Regions from separate parts of the Macaca mulatta genome. Here region 1 is linked to region 2. A link is a contact called in public Hi-C data. All regions are on one chromosome and are shown on one strand. Each heading gives the region's core, a stretch centred on a gene start, on an enhancer-like site or on the middle of the called end of the contact. The rest is flanking DNA. Distances are from core to core; before and after follow the strand shown. Region 1 holds the start of HNRNPLL (heterogeneous nuclear ribonucleoprotein L like). Region 2 holds the start of SRSF7 (serine and arginine rich splicing factor 7).

Region 1 (4,269 bases), core at 731-3,230, 160 kb after region 2:
AGCAAATTAAAAATATCTTGGGAATGGCCCATCTCACCTCATCAAAGAAGTTTCCTTTGTATCAAGTTTATTAATCCGCTCATCCTTTCCTGATCTTTGATACTGAGACAGCTATAAAAAGGACAATGGATGCTAAAGATAACACACGAAGTAGGTTTGTTAGACCTTTTTTTTGACCCTTGGTATCTTCAGCTTTCTGAAGGCCAGGTAGTGTCTGCATTCTGAACATGTTAGGGGACATATGAATCCATAGGACATATTTCAAGCAGAATTGTATCGTTTCCCTTGCTGCTATTTTACTTTCCCAAACCATTGCAGAGCTTTTTGCCAATGACATTTTCTCATCTGCAGCCAGCTCTGCGGCTACCTTTTGCTATTTCTTCTGTCGACTTCCATTTTAATTTAAAAAATAAATTAATAATTTTTTTAGTTCTGTTTTGTCAATGTATACCTGCAGCCGCACATACATTTGATTATAGCTGCATAGTATGGAAAATCTTGCAATTGGATTCCAAAATGATAGGCGGTGTAATTTACAACGTACAAAAAGTGTTACATTAAAGCACTCTCAGCAATAAATAAAAATAGCTTTTTTGGAGGAGGAAATAACTTTGGAGAGAACTAGGCTGGAGGAAGCAATCTACACTGTTAGGAAAGGAACAGCCACATCTGGGGAAGCATCTGAGGGACAAGGACAACAGAAACACAAGAGGCTCTCGATCTCAGCTAATCCTCCAAGAGGCACCTGACAGTGGGCAGTTAGGTTACCTTGATTTGCCAGTTTCTCTCCTGAAAGATACACTGGACCTTTATTTCCCAAGGACTACTCATTCAGCATTGTTGAGTACCTAAACTGTGCTGGAGATTGCACAGGAACTGGGCTTGCGAAAATGAAAATTGCACACAGTTCCTGTCTTCAGGCGCTCCCAGAGTTTTTAAAACAGAACATCTTAAGAGGGAGTTATAAGGGGCCCTGTTACAAAAAGAGAGCAGCAACTAAAATCTTGGAAGAGCCCTCAGGACGCCACAGAGGAAGCAAGCTGTGGTCACATAATTTCCAAAGGCTTTTGTATCTTTCGACAATAAATGATCAAGTGAAATACAACACTGCCCGGAAGAGAAAGAATTGGGATGGAGGATGAGATTTTATATGCAAGGATTAAAACATATTTAACTGGAGCAGGGACTTACGGGACAGGCAAGTCCCTTACATTGTCAGTAAAGGGCGCAGGTTACAAACGAGTTGTAACTGTTCAGACCTACGCGCGCCCGCGTGCAGCGCCTCCTGCCGACGCGCGCCTCGCAGCCTTCAGTCGACGCTGACAGCTGTTCTCCAACACCCAGCTAGGGGCGGGAGAGTCTGCCCACTTCTACCAGATTTTGAACACAAAACAGTGGAAAGACCACTTTCATGGCTCCAAGCCGTTTTCTCCCTTCATCGCCTGCAATTTTGGGGCTCTTCGGGGGGTATGTCTGCTGGGATTTTAGAGGTTTTCTTCCTCGTTCTCTTTTGAAGAGGTGACACAAAGCATTTAAATTAGCGGTAGGGCGGTTAACACCCGCAGCCCTGGCCTCCCTGCACTTCTCGTCGCTCGTCCGTGTTCGCTCCACGCCTGGCCTCGGGTAGGAGCCGCACAGCGCCAACGGTCGCGGGGTCGCAACGGCTCCCAGGCGGCGCGCGGCGGACGTTGCGCGCCGGGCCTCGCAGGACGGCAGCGAGTTCAGAAGGCGCAGGGAGGGAGGCGAGGCCGAGCCGCGGGCGGCTTTTGACGAACGGCCCTCACAGCCAATGGAAAACCCGGTCGACTTTCCCGCCCCTGCCAATAGGGAGCAGGACCCGGGCCGGGGGGGGCGCTTCCCGCAGGCTGCGGTGGATTCGATCCTGAGCGACGGCCGCGAAGGCGGGGGCGGAGGCTCGGCCTGCGCAGCTGGGAGCGGCTTAGGGGAGGAGGGAAGACCGGAAGCCACGGTCGCGTCCCCATCCTTAGATTCGCTCCTCCGGGCAGGGAGCGGAGACTGAGGAGGAGGGAGAGGCTGGATGTTGGCTCGGTAATTGAGGGGAGCGGCCGCTCCGGAGCCTCTTCCCGGGGCGCCCCCCTCAGTCCGTCCGCGCTTCTCAGCCGCCCGTCTCCTGGCCGCGCAGTCCCCGCGGACGGCCGGGCCGCGGAGACCCTCGCAGAAGAGGCGCTGCCGGCGGCGAGGACTGGCCGGCGGCATCCGAGGCGCGCGTCCCACCGCCACCGCCACCCCCACCCTCCTGCCCGCCGGTCCCTCCGGTCGCCGCCATGTCCTCCTCCTCTTCCTCCCCCAGGGAGACGTACGAGGAGGACCGGGAGTACGAGAGCCAGGCCAAACGTCTCAAGACCGAGGAGGGGGAGATCGACTACTCGGCCGAGGAAGGCGAGAACCGCCGGGAAGCGACGCCTCGGGGCGGGGGCGATGGCGGAGGCGGTGGCCGGAGCTTCTCCCAACCGGTAACAAAGCGCGGCCCCCCTGTCCGCTGTGCCTGGCTGCTCCCCGGGAAGCAGGGCCGGTTGGCGGGGCCTCGGTGCGGGGCCTCCCGCTCGCTTTATTAGCCTTTTCCGCTGCGCCGACCCGGTTGGCGAAGCGCCCACTCTTCTCTTTGGGGCTTGTATTCTGGGCTCTACCTGTTTCCCGCATCCCGACTGCGAACCCGGCCCTGTCTTGGCCGCAGGCCCCACAGCGAGTCCACTGCCGAGCCCTGAACTTGGGGAGGGTCGCGGCGCGGCGGCGGCGGGGAGGCGTCGCTTCCGCTCTGGAGGGTTTCGCGGCTCGGAGAGCTCTTTGTTAGTTTAACTCCTCGGGCTCGGGGCCAGCGTCGGGACCACCGGTTGCCTTTAGCCCCTATGCCCGCAGCATCTGCGCGCTGGTCACCATCCCGGGATGGTTGCGTCGGTTCCACCGGGGGCTCTCCGCCTCGAATCTATGGAGAGCCGTAATTAAATAACAGATTATGCCTTGGCGTTCACATGCTAGTTCCTTTGAATGTTTCATTTAAAAAATTTTTAAATTAAACTCTTTATAAGCATGGCGTGCATCCTTTGCTCTACCCAGTTTTGTGATGATTGCTCAGTGCACTTTTTACCTCTTCGGTTACAACACTTTAACAGAAGTGTTGGCAGCTGTTGGTACACCCCTACCTTCAAGTAAAACAAATCTTAAAATTACTAAAGTTTCTCTTTGGTAATTTATTCCACATTTGCCCCATGAAAGGATGAACTGAGCTAAGGGCTGCATTAAACGCACATTCCCAGAGCCTTGTCTTTCTCTTACCAGAAATGTTAGCGGGAGACAGAAGGAATGTGATCATTTTGTCCACAGCAAGTAGTTAGCTTCAGTTGGATGGAGACTTTAAGGAAACAAAGCGGAGCAAACGTTATTGCCCTTTTTTGGTGCACTTAAGCTGTTTTAATGACTTAGATGTTTTTTAAACATTTAACACGTGAATTGTGATTAATTCTGCAAACTTTAGCAGAATTACGAAATTGTACACATATATCCTACTATTAGGTTAAAAGGATTTTTACCTTACCTTTTGAAAACAAGACGCACATTAGAAGCCCTTTATAGCCGTTTGAGTTTTTAAATAAAAATAAAAAAGGCTGGTCAGTAGTCCCCAGCGTTAGTTTCCAGTTACTAGGATGTGAGGGCGAACTTTGCAACACATTTAAAAAAGGAACTTTTTCTCTCAGTCTTACGGTGTTAGCTATTACTTTAGATTTTTGTGCCTAGCTGTTTGAAATATTCAAAATGTAACTTGGAAGTATGAATGAAGGAAATGCATTTTTTCTTAGGAAGTTTCAGTTCAAAGCCAACTCTTGTGGAAATTGGTAACAGGAATATAACTGATATTTAGATGTATTTGTTCAGTGTACCGCGTTGCTAGAAATCTTGCTTGAGTTTTTGTGTAGCATCATGAAATGTCTTCAAGCATTTTGGAAAAATACTTAAATCAGTTTATAAAAAAATTGTTTTTGAAGACAGCCAAAGCATTAAATCATCAGTAGTATTATTTTGGATATTGGGAAGAAAATAACATAATTAATGTATCCAAAGCGAAGTGTATGGAGCGGTGGAAATGGCACTGAGTAGGGTTTGGGGATGGTCAAGAGCCTAGTCTTAGCATACTTTTTTTTTTTTTTTGAGAGGTTCTCTCTCCATGGTCCGCAGCTGGAGTGGAGTGCAGTGGCGCATGATCACGGCTCACTGCAGCCTTGATCTCCCTGGCTCAAGCAATCCTCCTTCCTC
Region 2 (3,945 bases), core at 1,303-3,802:
TATAGACTTTTTGTTTTGTTGGTAGAGATGGGGGTCTAGTTCTGTTGCCCAGGTTGGTCTCAAAGTCCTGGCCTCAAGCAATCCTCCCACCTCAGCCTCCCAAAGTGCTGGGATTACCGGCATGAGCCACGAAGCCTGACCTAGACTTTGTATTCAGAGTCAAAAAAAGTTTATTGAGGTTTATTAGGAATTATACAGCATAATATGCACTGTCTTTCAAGCAGTTATCTATGCTTGGTTCAACAGTAATTTTCTTTTTTTTTTGAGTCAGAGTTTTGCTCTTTTTTTTTTTTTGAGACGGAGTTTTGCTCTCGTTGCCCAGGCTGGAGTACAATGACGTGATCTCGGCTCACTGCAACCTCTGCCTCCTGGTTCAAGCAGTTCTCCTGTCTCAGTCTCCCAAGTAGCTGGGATTACAGGCATGCGCCACCACGCCCAGCTAATTTTGTATTTTTAGTAGAGACAGGGTTCCTCCATGTTGGTCAGGCTGGTCTCGAACTCCTGACCTCAGGTGATCCACCAGCCTCAGCCTCCCAAAGTGCTGGGATTACAGGCGTGAGCCACTGCGCCTGGCCTCAACAGTAATTTTCATAGCTTCTTAACAGAAGAAATAAGGCTGTACAGAATTTATGTTCTATCTTTCAGTGACTATATAATTTTTTTTTTTTTTTTGAGACGGAGTCTTGCTCTGTCGCCCAGACTGGAGTGCAGTGGCACAATCTCAGCTCACTGCAACCTCCGCCTCCCGGGTTCAAGCAATTCTGCCGCCTCAGCCTCCCGAGTAGCTGGGACTACAGGCAAACGCCGCCACGCCAGGCTAATTTTTTGTATTTTAGTAGGGACGGGGTTTTACTGTGCTGCCCAGGCTGGTCTCAAACTCCTGAGCTCAGGCAATCCGCCCGCCTCGGCCTCCCAAAGTGTTGGGATGACAGGCGTGAGCCACTGCGCCCGGCCCCTATATAGTCTTTATAATTCTTGTTTAATTCTTTTTTTTTTTTTTTTTTTTTTTTTTTTTGAGACGGAGTCTCGCTCTGTCTCCCAGGCTGGAGTGCAGTGGCCGGATCTCAGCTCACTGCAAGCTCCGCCTCCCGGGTTCACGCCATTCTCCCGCCTCAGCCTCCCGAGTAGCTGGGACTACAGGCGCCCACCACCTCGCCCAGCTAGTTTTTTGTATTTCTTAGTAGAGACGGGGTTTCACCATGTTAGCTAGGATGATCTCGATCTCCTGACCTCGTGATCCGCCCGTCTCGGCCTCCCAAAGTGCTGGGATTACAGGCTTGAGCCACCGCGCCCGGCCTATTGTTTAATTCTTTTGAGAAGAACCTTGTTAAGACAAACATCACCAAGACTAAGTGAGAACACATATACTCTACAGAGCTTCTATTTCCTTCCTAGAGATTTTCCTGAGACAGACTAATTCTCTCTATAACTTAACCTATTTAAAAAATATGCAGAAAATCATAGCATGACCTGGAGAGAATCCATGCTTTATTCACCAACTAGGCCTCCTTTCCCTGTACTTTACATTCCACACCTATACACACCAAATGAAGTTGCTGAAGATGAAAAAGATAAAAATGCAAATACCTAAAGATGTCCTTTTTTATGTACATTTCCAACTTTTGTGTATTCCAAGAATTTACGATGTAATGTCTATGTTTCTAGCAAAAAAGAACTATTTCTCTATTTGTAGTTGGTGTCTAGAGCAATTCTAATGTAAAGAAGTTTTGCATTTATTTGGTACTATTGAGTGGCTGAGCCGCAAGGCTGCTATTTCCACTGAGTGGAGATACAAAAAGATGACTTATGAGTCCCAGTCCTCAGGATCTGAGTATTGGTGGATCACACGTGTTACAAAACGAAAGCATTAGGAAGTGCAAATCAGTTACTTTGAGCTTCAGATGCAAATAATTTCCAAATTGTCACTGCCCAAAATGCTTTAAACATTCAGGGTTTTGTCACAATTTCAATATAACGGGGGGGGGGGGGCGGGACCCCACAGCTCTATTCCTTTGTCTTTCAGACTCCAAGAACTCAGACCGTGGTGGTGACAAACTGGTGACTGACTGGTTGAGAAGAAGTTGGAGGGGGCGTGCAGGGCAGGAGGCTTTACCACCAGTCCCTGGGTGCGTCATCCTTCCTAAAGCCTATGGTGTAAAAACCACCACTCAGAATGGCGGGGCTCATGGACTTTTCACCAGGGCCAAACCTTCGATTACCTCTGATGAGCCCCAAAGATCACAGAGTAGCTGACTGGGCCAGGTCCCCCAAACGGAAAGGTGCGACGGCTGCAACATCAGCGGTTAAATGGTACAGCCTTTCATAGGCCGGTCTAATGCATCCGTACTAAGATTGTTAAGGCTGAGGGTCCCTAGACTGGGGAAAACGAATGGAGGCAGGGGGTAGGGATACGGGAAGGAAGACAAGGAGGGTGTAGAAAAGGGGGAGAGGAGGGGGCGGGACAGCATGGGGAAGGTCTCAGGTTTACGGGCGAGATCGTGGCGTTCCCATGGAAACGTATCCCTCCGCCCATGCCCCGCGTGTTCGTTTCTTCAGTTCCTTCCGCGTCGTTTCTCGCTGTTTCCGCCCAGCTCCTTTGTGCCGCGCAGAACAACGGGATGACGCATGCGCAGAGTCCAGCGGCCGCATATATAAATGCGAACCCGGGCTCTTCCTCGTAGTGCCGCCGGGACTGTTGGCGGGTGTGGGTCTGTGTCAGCTTTTGCGTCACTCGAGCCCTGGGCGCTGCGAGCTGAAGAGCCGAGCACGCGGGTCGGTCATCATGTCGCGTTACGGGCGGTACGGAGGAGGTAAGAGGCTGGAGTCCGGTGAGGGACGTTGCTGTGGGTGTAGTGAGCACTGCGAGGCCGTAGGGTTGGCGCGGCGGTTGGGAGACGGTTATTCCGCGTGCGTAATGGCGGCTTCGGCGCACGCCATACGAAGCCGGAGGCAGCGGGGGCGGGGTGGTGAAGGGAGACGGAGGATGGCGGGTGTACCTCTCTGCCGAGTTCGGTACTCTCGGGCATTTTTGTGGCCCAATCCAGCCTGAAGCAGGGTTGAGATCACGGTTTTCGCGTTGCCTTTCTCGGAGCCGCCCGGCGGCCCCCCCTCCCCCCGCCCTCGGCGGCGGCTGCCATTTTGCGCACATTGACGACCGTGGTGGCGCATTTCCTCAGCGCTTTCCCGCCACTTCAGCGGACAGATGTGGCCGCAGCCGTAAGATCGTGGTTGTGTTTGAGAAGGAACGAAATTGACAGCTGTGAGCTGCGTGTTCTCGTCAAACAATCGGTTAAATTGCGGAATGGGAATGGGGACGTAATCTGCGACTGGCGGCTGGTTTCTTTTTCTCTTTTAGTTCTTTCGAGCACGGTTTATGGCTCTGGGGCGGGGAGCTGGAGTCTTGGGCGAGCCTGTGCCTGGGGCGGTTGCCGCGGAGGAAGAGAGCTGGTGCAGCCCTGCTCTCCCTGCCCGGCCCCTACTGAGGCCCTCCCGCCGCCGACGCCGCTGCCGCTGCGGGCCCGCGCGCTCCCCGTGCGCCCGGGGCTGCCGGGACTCATGGGCGGGGCCGGGCCGGATCCCGCCCCACGCCTCGGTGTATCCTACCACGCATCTCTGTGTTCGGGAGGGTCACTTCGCATTATTTAGAACGTTAAGAACTTTGTCAAAAGTCTAGTTTTTCAGGGATTTGCGGACTTTCACCAGTTTTAGGACTAAGTTCAATCTTGGATAGAGGGCATTTAATGTGCTTTACCCTATCTTGAGGATGGCCCGTTTTAAGGCAAATAATTGATTGAAATTTGGGCCAGGTTTTGCATAACGTGCATTCTTCTATTTGCGTTTTTAAACAGAAACCAAGGTGTATGTTGGTAACCTGGGAACTGGCGCTGGCAAAGGAGAGTTAGAAAGGGCTTTCAGTTATTATGGTCCTTTAAGAACTGTATGGAT

What was found. Hi-C and Micro-C count contacts between places; a contact is called where the count stands out from the background.
Region 1: a contact with region 2 is called in a Hi-C map of prefrontal cortex, with 6 times the contacts expected there. The contact joins the promoter of HNRNPLL here to the promoter of SRSF7 in region 2. A contact is called at or near these places in 3 of 14 Hi-C or Micro-C datasets (fetal cortex germinal zone, fetal cortical plate and prefrontal cortex).

The regions. Positions count from the first base shown.
Region 1 is chr13:86,357,110-86,361,378 of T2T-MMU8v2.0, forward strand. It overlaps HNRNPLL (heterogeneous nuclear ribonucleoprotein L like), which reads left to right and starts at 1,981. Exons shown (of 13, transcript XM_077959704.1): 1 at 1,981-2,049; 2 at 2,312-2,474. The coding sequence starts at 2,440.
Region 2 is chr13:86,192,533-86,196,477 of T2T-MMU8v2.0, forward strand. It overlaps SRSF7 (serine and arginine rich splicing factor 7), which reads left to right and starts at 2,553. Exons shown (of 8, transcript NM_001195586.2): 1 at 2,553-2,810; 2 at 3,849-3,945. The coding sequence starts at 2,783.